2 separate regions of the Delphinus delphis genome follow, and region 1 is linked to region 2. Evidence: chromatin contacts called from public Hi-C data. All regions are on one chromosome and are shown on one strand. Each heading gives the region's core, a stretch centred on a gene start, on an enhancer-like site or on the middle of the called end of the contact. The rest is flanking DNA. Distances are from core to core; before and after follow the strand shown.

Evidence for each region. Hi-C and Micro-C count contacts between places; a contact is called where the count stands out from the background.
Region 1: a Hi-C map of muscle shows a contact between it and region 2, with 5 times the contacts expected there. The contact joins the promoter of LOC132431236 here to the promoter of IFT56 in region 2. A contact is called at or near these places in 2 of 3 Hi-C or Micro-C datasets (lung and muscle).

The regions. Positions count from the first base shown.
Region 1 is chr9:92,831,905-92,835,618 of mDelDel1.2, reverse strand. LOC132431236 (putative RNA-binding protein Luc7-like 2) reads right to left here and starts at 1,961. Exons shown (of 11, transcript XM_069541025.1): 1 at 1,708-1,961. The coding sequence starts at 1,845. It overlaps TRNAR-CCU (transfer RNA arginine (anticodon CCU)), which reads right to left and starts at 2,552; the gene lies at 2,480-2,552.
Region 2 is chr9:92,684,795-92,688,508 of mDelDel1.2, reverse strand. It overlaps IFT56 (intraflagellar transport 56), which reads right to left and starts at 2,007. Exons shown (of 18, transcript XM_060020970.1): 1 at 1,902-2,007; 2 at 1,258-1,395. The coding sequence starts at 1,904.

The DNA of each region.
Region 1 (3,714 bases), core at 712-3,211, 150 kb before region 2:
ATTTTTAGCATGAATTTCAGGTGTATTTCCAAGGAATTTCAGAGCCATTACCAAGGCCTTCTCAAGGGCAATAATGTTGCCTCCATTAGGTACAACTATAATCATGTCACCTTAAAAATCTTAAGAGTGACTTCCCATTACATTTCCAATAAAGTTTAAATTGCTGCCTACCACCTACCTCATCTTCCTCCACGTCATCCACCACACCCTAAACCTTAGCAGCTCTCACCTGTCAGTTCCTCCACCTCTGGGCTTTCAGTTATGCACCTTCTTTACTTGGACCTCATCTTCCCCAACCCCCATTTACTTGCTAACTCGAATTTATTCTTCAAGTCCCTGGTTAATGAATTTCCTCCTGAAAGCCTACCCCTTCTGTATGCCAGGACCCCTGTTGTCTATTTACTCCCTTAGCACTTGTTTATTCTAAGTCCTTGGTTATATGGCTCCTCGGGTGGATTGTAAGCTTCTTAAAAGACAGCACCCATGTGGCTCTTATTCGTCGTTGTTAGCCAAGTTCCTAACAGTCCCTAATATTGTGACCTTTTAAAAATTAGTTGAGGGCTTCCCTGGTGGCGCAGTGGTTGAGAATCCGCCTGCTGATGGAGGGGCTACGGGTTCGTGCCCCGGTCCGGGAAGATCCCACATGCCGCGGAGCGGCTGGGCCCGTGAGCCATGGCCGCTGGGCCTGCGCGTCCAGGGCCTGTGCTCCGCGGCGGGAAGGGCCACAGCAGTGAGAGGCCCGCATACCGCAAAAAAAAAAAATTAAAAAATTAGTTGAAGTTTAGTTCTAACATTTTGCATTCTAACTTCCATGGTTCAGAAAATCAAGAGTTAGGATGACGGTTCTCCCCTTTCCCACACTGCTCAAAAGACGCTAAGTTTCCTTTGCTAAAGCCCAAGCTGACTCTCCAATTTATATTTCTGAGAAAGGCTGCAACGTCTTTCCAAGCCAGATCAGGAACTCTAGAGTCAGCAATTAAATGGAAGACTCTTATTTGGGAACCAAGTAACCTAGAGCCTAGCTGTTCCTATACATGTGCTTGTACAGGTCAACTGTCCCCGAGCCTCAGTTGCCCCTTTTGAAGAAAGAAACTATCTTCCATCCGATCTTGCCTAAGGGGTAGAAGGAGTGCGGATTTCACAAAGGGATTTTCCAAGAATGACGGCCTCCCATATGTACATATTTATCTACTACAGGCGGAAAAACTGTTGTCTGGTCACATATCGCGTTAATGTTGTAACTCACAGTACCACCTCATTAGAGGTTTCTAGTTCAGCTCTGCAAGGCACCATTCCCCGAAGCGGCGTAGTCCTGCTCTTCAAGAAGCGCCCAATATTTCCTCTCTGCATCAAAAACCGGTTCCTAGAATAGCTCTCCTCCGGGAAGGAGAGTGTTGGGTAGATGCTGTGGCCTGGGACTCTACACTCTCCACCAAGGACATCTTTTTTCTTGTCCCTCTCTATTTCCGCCATTTCACTTCCTTCTCACTTTCCCCTCCACACAGGCCAAAGACAGCCAATGAAATCCTCAGGGACGGCTCCACCCCAGGATGACTTTGCCTTCCCGCCGGTCCTCGATCTGTTTGGAGGGAACCAGAGCCTCAGAAATGAGGGCTAAGGCCAGGCGCGCTCCACCCTGCCCAGACCCGACTCTCCCTCCCTTCCCGGGAAAGGGACGCTGGAGCCCCCGGACACGGGCTTCCGTACCCGATGTGCACGGAAAGCCTTCACGAGGTACCGATAGGCCGGGGTGTGGCGATAGGGTCGGCCTGCGGCCGCGTTCAAGTAGCGCAACTCTCGGAGAAGGCCTCGCCAAGTACGCAGCGGTGACCCCAAGGCCGCCATTTTCCCGTCGTCCGAGCTTGGCGCGGGACGGCGCCCTACTCCCCTCTTACTCCCTCACCACCCCCTTGCTCAGCCGCTTAATGGTACGGTCGGAACCAGACTGCCGGCTCCCCCTATCGACTGCAGGACAGTGGAATGTCTCACTTCCCTTCTTTGCGGAGCGTTATTAATCGAACACCGAGCGGCGTCCTAAGGTGTTAAGACAAAAGCAAACGAAAGCCGAGTGTAACTGAAGAGCCTGGAGACAGGCCGGGCAAGGGAAAAGAAGGTCCTAGTTCCTTTCCTGACTGCGTCATTTCAGACGCCATTCGGTGACAGACCATTGACTCTGAAGAAAATGAGGGCATGTCGGAAGTGGGTGTCAATTTGAAGTAGAAAACTTTGAGAAGATTTTATGTCTAGAGGGGATGTCAAAATTCAACGTACTGACTTAGCAGAAATCTTAATGGGGTTACGGCTCACAAGAAGGGAATGGGAGTATGTTGATTCTCGCAAACTGTAGCCTCACACCTAGAAAAACCACGCATACATTTTCCATCTTTAAAGAGTAAAATTAAGTTAGTATTTTTCGCTATAATTGTTTAAGAAGGAGGAAAGGTAAAAAGTTTTATTATTTTAAAGGCAAAAGTATAGTCACCCCAGATGGGACTCGAACCCACAATCCCTGGCTTAGGAGGCCAATGCCTTATCCATTAGGCCACTGGGGCTTCGGTGAATAATGTGCTCAAACAGCGTATTCAATTTTTTTCCTCCTTGGTACGTCATCGTCATCTCAGCTTCTTTTTAACCTATCCTAGGAAACTACACTTAGTACCATTAATGAGGTGCGAGGCATGCTGGGAGTTGTAGTTAAGAGAACAAATATCCGCCTCACAGCTCCAAAGGTTTTACCCTCGAAGCAGCACCGATGCGCCGGACGGAGATCGGGCACGCGCACGGTTTTGCGTACGCGTTTCCTACGCGGTAGCTGCTGCGCCTGCGCAAAAGCGCGCATACGACGTCGCGGAGCCGAGTGCACTGGGCACGCTAGCCGAATCTCCCAGATTCGCCCGCTGAGCTTGTGTTTCGTTGGGTTTTCACCGGAAACAGCCGGCCCCTTCCGGTGTTGCGGCTTTCCGGACTTGGCTTGGCTGCATCCTGCCATTAGGGGGCGTGCGTAGCGGTCATTTTATTTCCGGTTGAAACACAGGCCATTTCCGCAGAGCAAGTGGCCAGTTAGAAACGGTTATCTTGCCTTCTGAATTGGCAGGTTAGTGGTAAACATGGGATAGCAGGGAATTAGAATTAGTTAATTCACTAGGAATTAGTTAATTATAAACAATTAGGAGTTAATTTTCTGTTTCTTTTCCTATTTGAATAAATTGGACAAGTCACTTCTGAGTCTCAGCGGACTAACCCCTTGCTTAAAATCTCGCAGTGGCTCCCCGTTGCCCGTAAGGTAAATTTCAGACCACTGGACCCTACCTAAATTGACCCTTGCCTGTGTCTTAACCTTCATCTCCTCTCACCTTCTGCTCAGTGTAGCCGAACTTCTCTGTCTTCCTCTCCACATTTTTTAAATAGATTTATTTAATTAATTTTATTTGGTTTTGGCTGCATTGCGTCTTTGTTGCTGCATGCGGTCTTTCTCTAGTTGCGGCGAGCGGAGGCTACTCTTCGTTGCGGTGCGCGGGCTTTCATTGCGGTGGCTTTTCTTGTGGAGCACGGGCTCTAGGCGCGTGGGCTTCAGTAGTTGTGGCTCGTGGGCTCAGTAGTTGTGGCTCGCAGGCTCTAGAGTGCAGGCTCAGTAGTTATGGCACACGGGCTCAGTAGTTGTGGTTCATGGGGTCTAGAGTGCAGGCTCAGTAGTTGTGGCACACGGGCTTAGTT
Region 2 (3,714 bases), core at 758-3,257:
AAATACTGTGAATTTGAGTACAGTGCCTTAAGTCTGAAAAAATTCTTATTTGAGGTCTCCCTGAATTTGCCCCAGGAATTCCCTGGAGCCACAGGAGAGCTCACGACACCTCCTCATCCTAAACCACGGCAGTTCCCATTCCCATCCATCATGGCACTTTGGCTACCTAAGAATGAAAGCGTAGCGCAGAACCTCCCTGACAACTTACAGGCAGCGTGGGATTACACAGTAAGGAAAGTGTGGTCACTGCCTCAAAGAAAAGAGAGAAGAGAAAACAGACTGACAAAAATTACACATGCATCTACCACTCAGTCCACTGATTTACAGAGCTAGATGGTCCTTCCAAGTCAACTCCCCCACTTTAAAGATGAGAAAGCTGATGCCAGAAGAGTTAAGCAATGTGCTCAATACCAGAGCACTGGCAAGAAACACAGGACTATACGTGAAAGACTGAGAAAGATACATAAAGCTAATTAAAACACTTATTGTTGATAGAGTAATAAGGCTGTTGTAGTGCTTTAGAGAAATGATTATGGAACAACACAGCCAGGCTGTGCTGTCAAAACTCTTCATCTCTTCATTCTTTGGTGTACCCTTTCATTCTTTTATAACATATGCTTCCCAGAAAGCCGTTTCCCAAAGTGCAGCATCTTTGGAACATCTACATCAGAAGCACTTAGGCTACTTGCCCAAAATACGGGTTCCTGAGAACCACTGTAGGCTGATTCTGTAAAGAATCAGAATCCCTAGGGCAGGAGTCCAGGAATGTACATTTTAATAAGTACCCTAATTCTGATGCATATTAAAAGTTGAGAACTACTGCCATAGAGATTTGAAATATCTTCTGAAGATACAGTATTTTTAGACAATAAGCATGCAACATGGTAGAATTATTTAAATTTGATCAGAATGTTACAACATATAATAGGAATAAACCATAAATTGGTCAGGGGGTGGAATGAACAACATGTGAACTGACACTGTATTAAATGTCTCTCTACATTTTTAGGCTGGATTCATCATCAGTGGGACTAGATATAATTAAAACTGTCCCTCGAGAAATAAGTCTATCATTTTAGTTCACCTTTAATCAGGTTTATAGTTAACTTGGAATCTGGAATCTGGGCCTGACAAGATTTACAGAAAGTCCCAGAAGGCACCCACCTGTTCCAACAGCATAGCAACCAGCATTCACCCATGCATTCCTCTATATTCTGGTTTTTCACCTCCTAAGAAGCAACCTTCTTTGGACATTACCTCCAACAGGGTAATAGCTCCAGTGAAATCTCTTTGTGAAAGTAGCTCCTCTAGTTTTGGAATCTTCCTACCTTTCTTCTTTCTTTTGTCAGTATGCGGTAGGTCCCTGCCTACAGCAGGTTTGGCCCTTGAAAGCATCTGTGAAAGAAACAACAAAGACAGCTGTATGATCCCATTCCGATGGTCAATATTAAACTGAGAGTGACGGCTCCAGGATTTATAAGTCAAATCCGTAACAACGAACCCCAGGTAAGCGTATTCAAATTCTTTCTGTAACATGTTATTTTACTAAAAGGGCCATCACCCTGTGTTTGAGCTAACGAAACTGCTACTCCCTAGTTCTTTATCTCCCCCAATTAGAGTGAGGTAAGAGATGCTTTCGCGCAGCTGCTGTCATCTCAGCCTTCCCTCGGTCCGCTTTCCAGCCCACGCGCAGCTCAGGAGTGGGGAAATGGAGAAGCAGGAGGGAAGAAAGCAACGATGTATTTACAACTGCATCCCTGTCCCCCGTGGGAACACGGGGAGGGCACAGACACCATCCTCTGCTGACAATCCTAGATTTAACCCAGAATTATGTCTGGAACCTCTAATCTCCAGTCCCAGGACCTACTCAGAGTTCTCCCTCACTGTTCAAAGCCACTAACCATCTTGGCGTCAGTCTTATGAATCCCCTCTGCAGACAAACAGAAGGCCGGGCCTCAGCGCGCCTCGGCATCCACAAAGCTGGCTCGGTCTCCACAGCAACCCCGCTGGGGGACTGGTCCGTGCAGGAGTAGCGCCCGCCGGAGAACCGGTGCCCTCCACGTCTTGGTTCCCCTAGGCTTTCACCGCTGCAGGAGTGAAAGTTTCTCCGGAGGAGAGCGTTGTTCTCTGTGCTGACAGCGAGAGTTTGACTCTATCTCCGTGAGTTTACTTTAGGAAAAAGCGAATTAGAATGGCATTGTTTTTCAAATACAAGTTTCCCGGGAAAGTAATTTTCAAGGACCACTTCCGGTTTGGATCGCGTTGGGCTCCTGAGCAACACGGGGCGCTGACTGGCACGTGATCGCCGTCTCTTGTGCAGTGCCTGAAAGCTTAGGAAAAAAATTCTGCCGAACCGAGGAAGCCGATGTTTGGAGGCGGGAGTTCACCAGAATACGGTTTCTTATTTCCATAGAGAAAGCTACCCTGTGATGTGACGTTATATTGTGATTCCTGCTCATAGAATTTAGAATAGAACCTCTGATTTGTTATAAATAGGGAAACCCAACATGGAGTCACAGTGGCCAGTGTGGCACCCATCTTGATTGTTTCTAAAGATCTGATGTAAGATTTGGAATATGTAAATTAAGATAACTGGAGTGTGAAGTCAAATAAGTAAATTGATTTTTTTTTTTTTTTGGTGGTGGGAGTTGGCTGTGTCACAGGGCTTGTGGGATCTGAGTTACCCAACCAGGGATCAAACTCAGGCCCTCGTCAGTGAAAGCCTGGAGTTCTAACGGCTGGACCACCTGGGTCCAGTAAATTGTTTTTAAAGGTGTGGGGAAAGACTTAAAGAAAGATGCATAACATGAGTTGTGCGTTTAAGTTTTATTCGGGATCTTTCTGAGGACTAAAGCCTGGGAGACAGCCACTCAGTAAACTGTGGCGACTACTTGGTAGAGGTAGGGGAGAAGCCAGTTTATACATGATTTTTGGCCAGGGCATACCTGAAGTCAAGCATATATCTTGGTAAGATTACTACTAATCGTAAAGAACAGATGTCTCCAGTTAATCTTTTCAGCTTTTCTGTGTATGGGAACATGCAAGAATCTAGGGTCATTAAAATTCTTCCTGAGATATACATCTAACTATCTGTGGGACCTGCCTGTTCGTGTGCGTCCAAAGCACAGATGCCTCATTCTGTGTTCACCTTAAATTCCTCTAAGAGTCCTACTGTCAGTCAGCAACTGCGGTGGGTTACAACTGAACTCTTGTGGAAATGGGTGGTGAGCAATGCTCTTTGTCTTAGCGATCCTAATTTTTCGGGGTCCACCCCTGTATGTTGACTTTAAAAAATGAACAACCTAAAGTTGACAGTTATGTTTTATTTGGGGAACCTTACTAAGGACTATAGTCCGGGAATTAGCTTCTCAGATGGCTCTGAAGAACTGTTCCAAAGAGGTGAGTGAGGAGCCAGGATATATAGGAGTTTTTTGCTGGGAAAAAAAAAATGTAGTCAGACTTCAAAAGATTAGTGCTAATTACAAAAAACAGACATCTCAAGTAAAGGGTTTTAATGCTTTTCTATGTATGGGAAGATGCAAGTGTCTGGGCTCATTGATATTATTCCTTTGATATGCATCTTAACTAACTAGGGCCAGTATCCTCTTTTTCTCCACCCTGAATTCCCCTCAGGATGCACTGTCAGGGCAGCTGCAGTGACCGTTGGCTTGATGGCAGACAGCATTTTTTGTTTACTGAAATAGCAGGCAACAT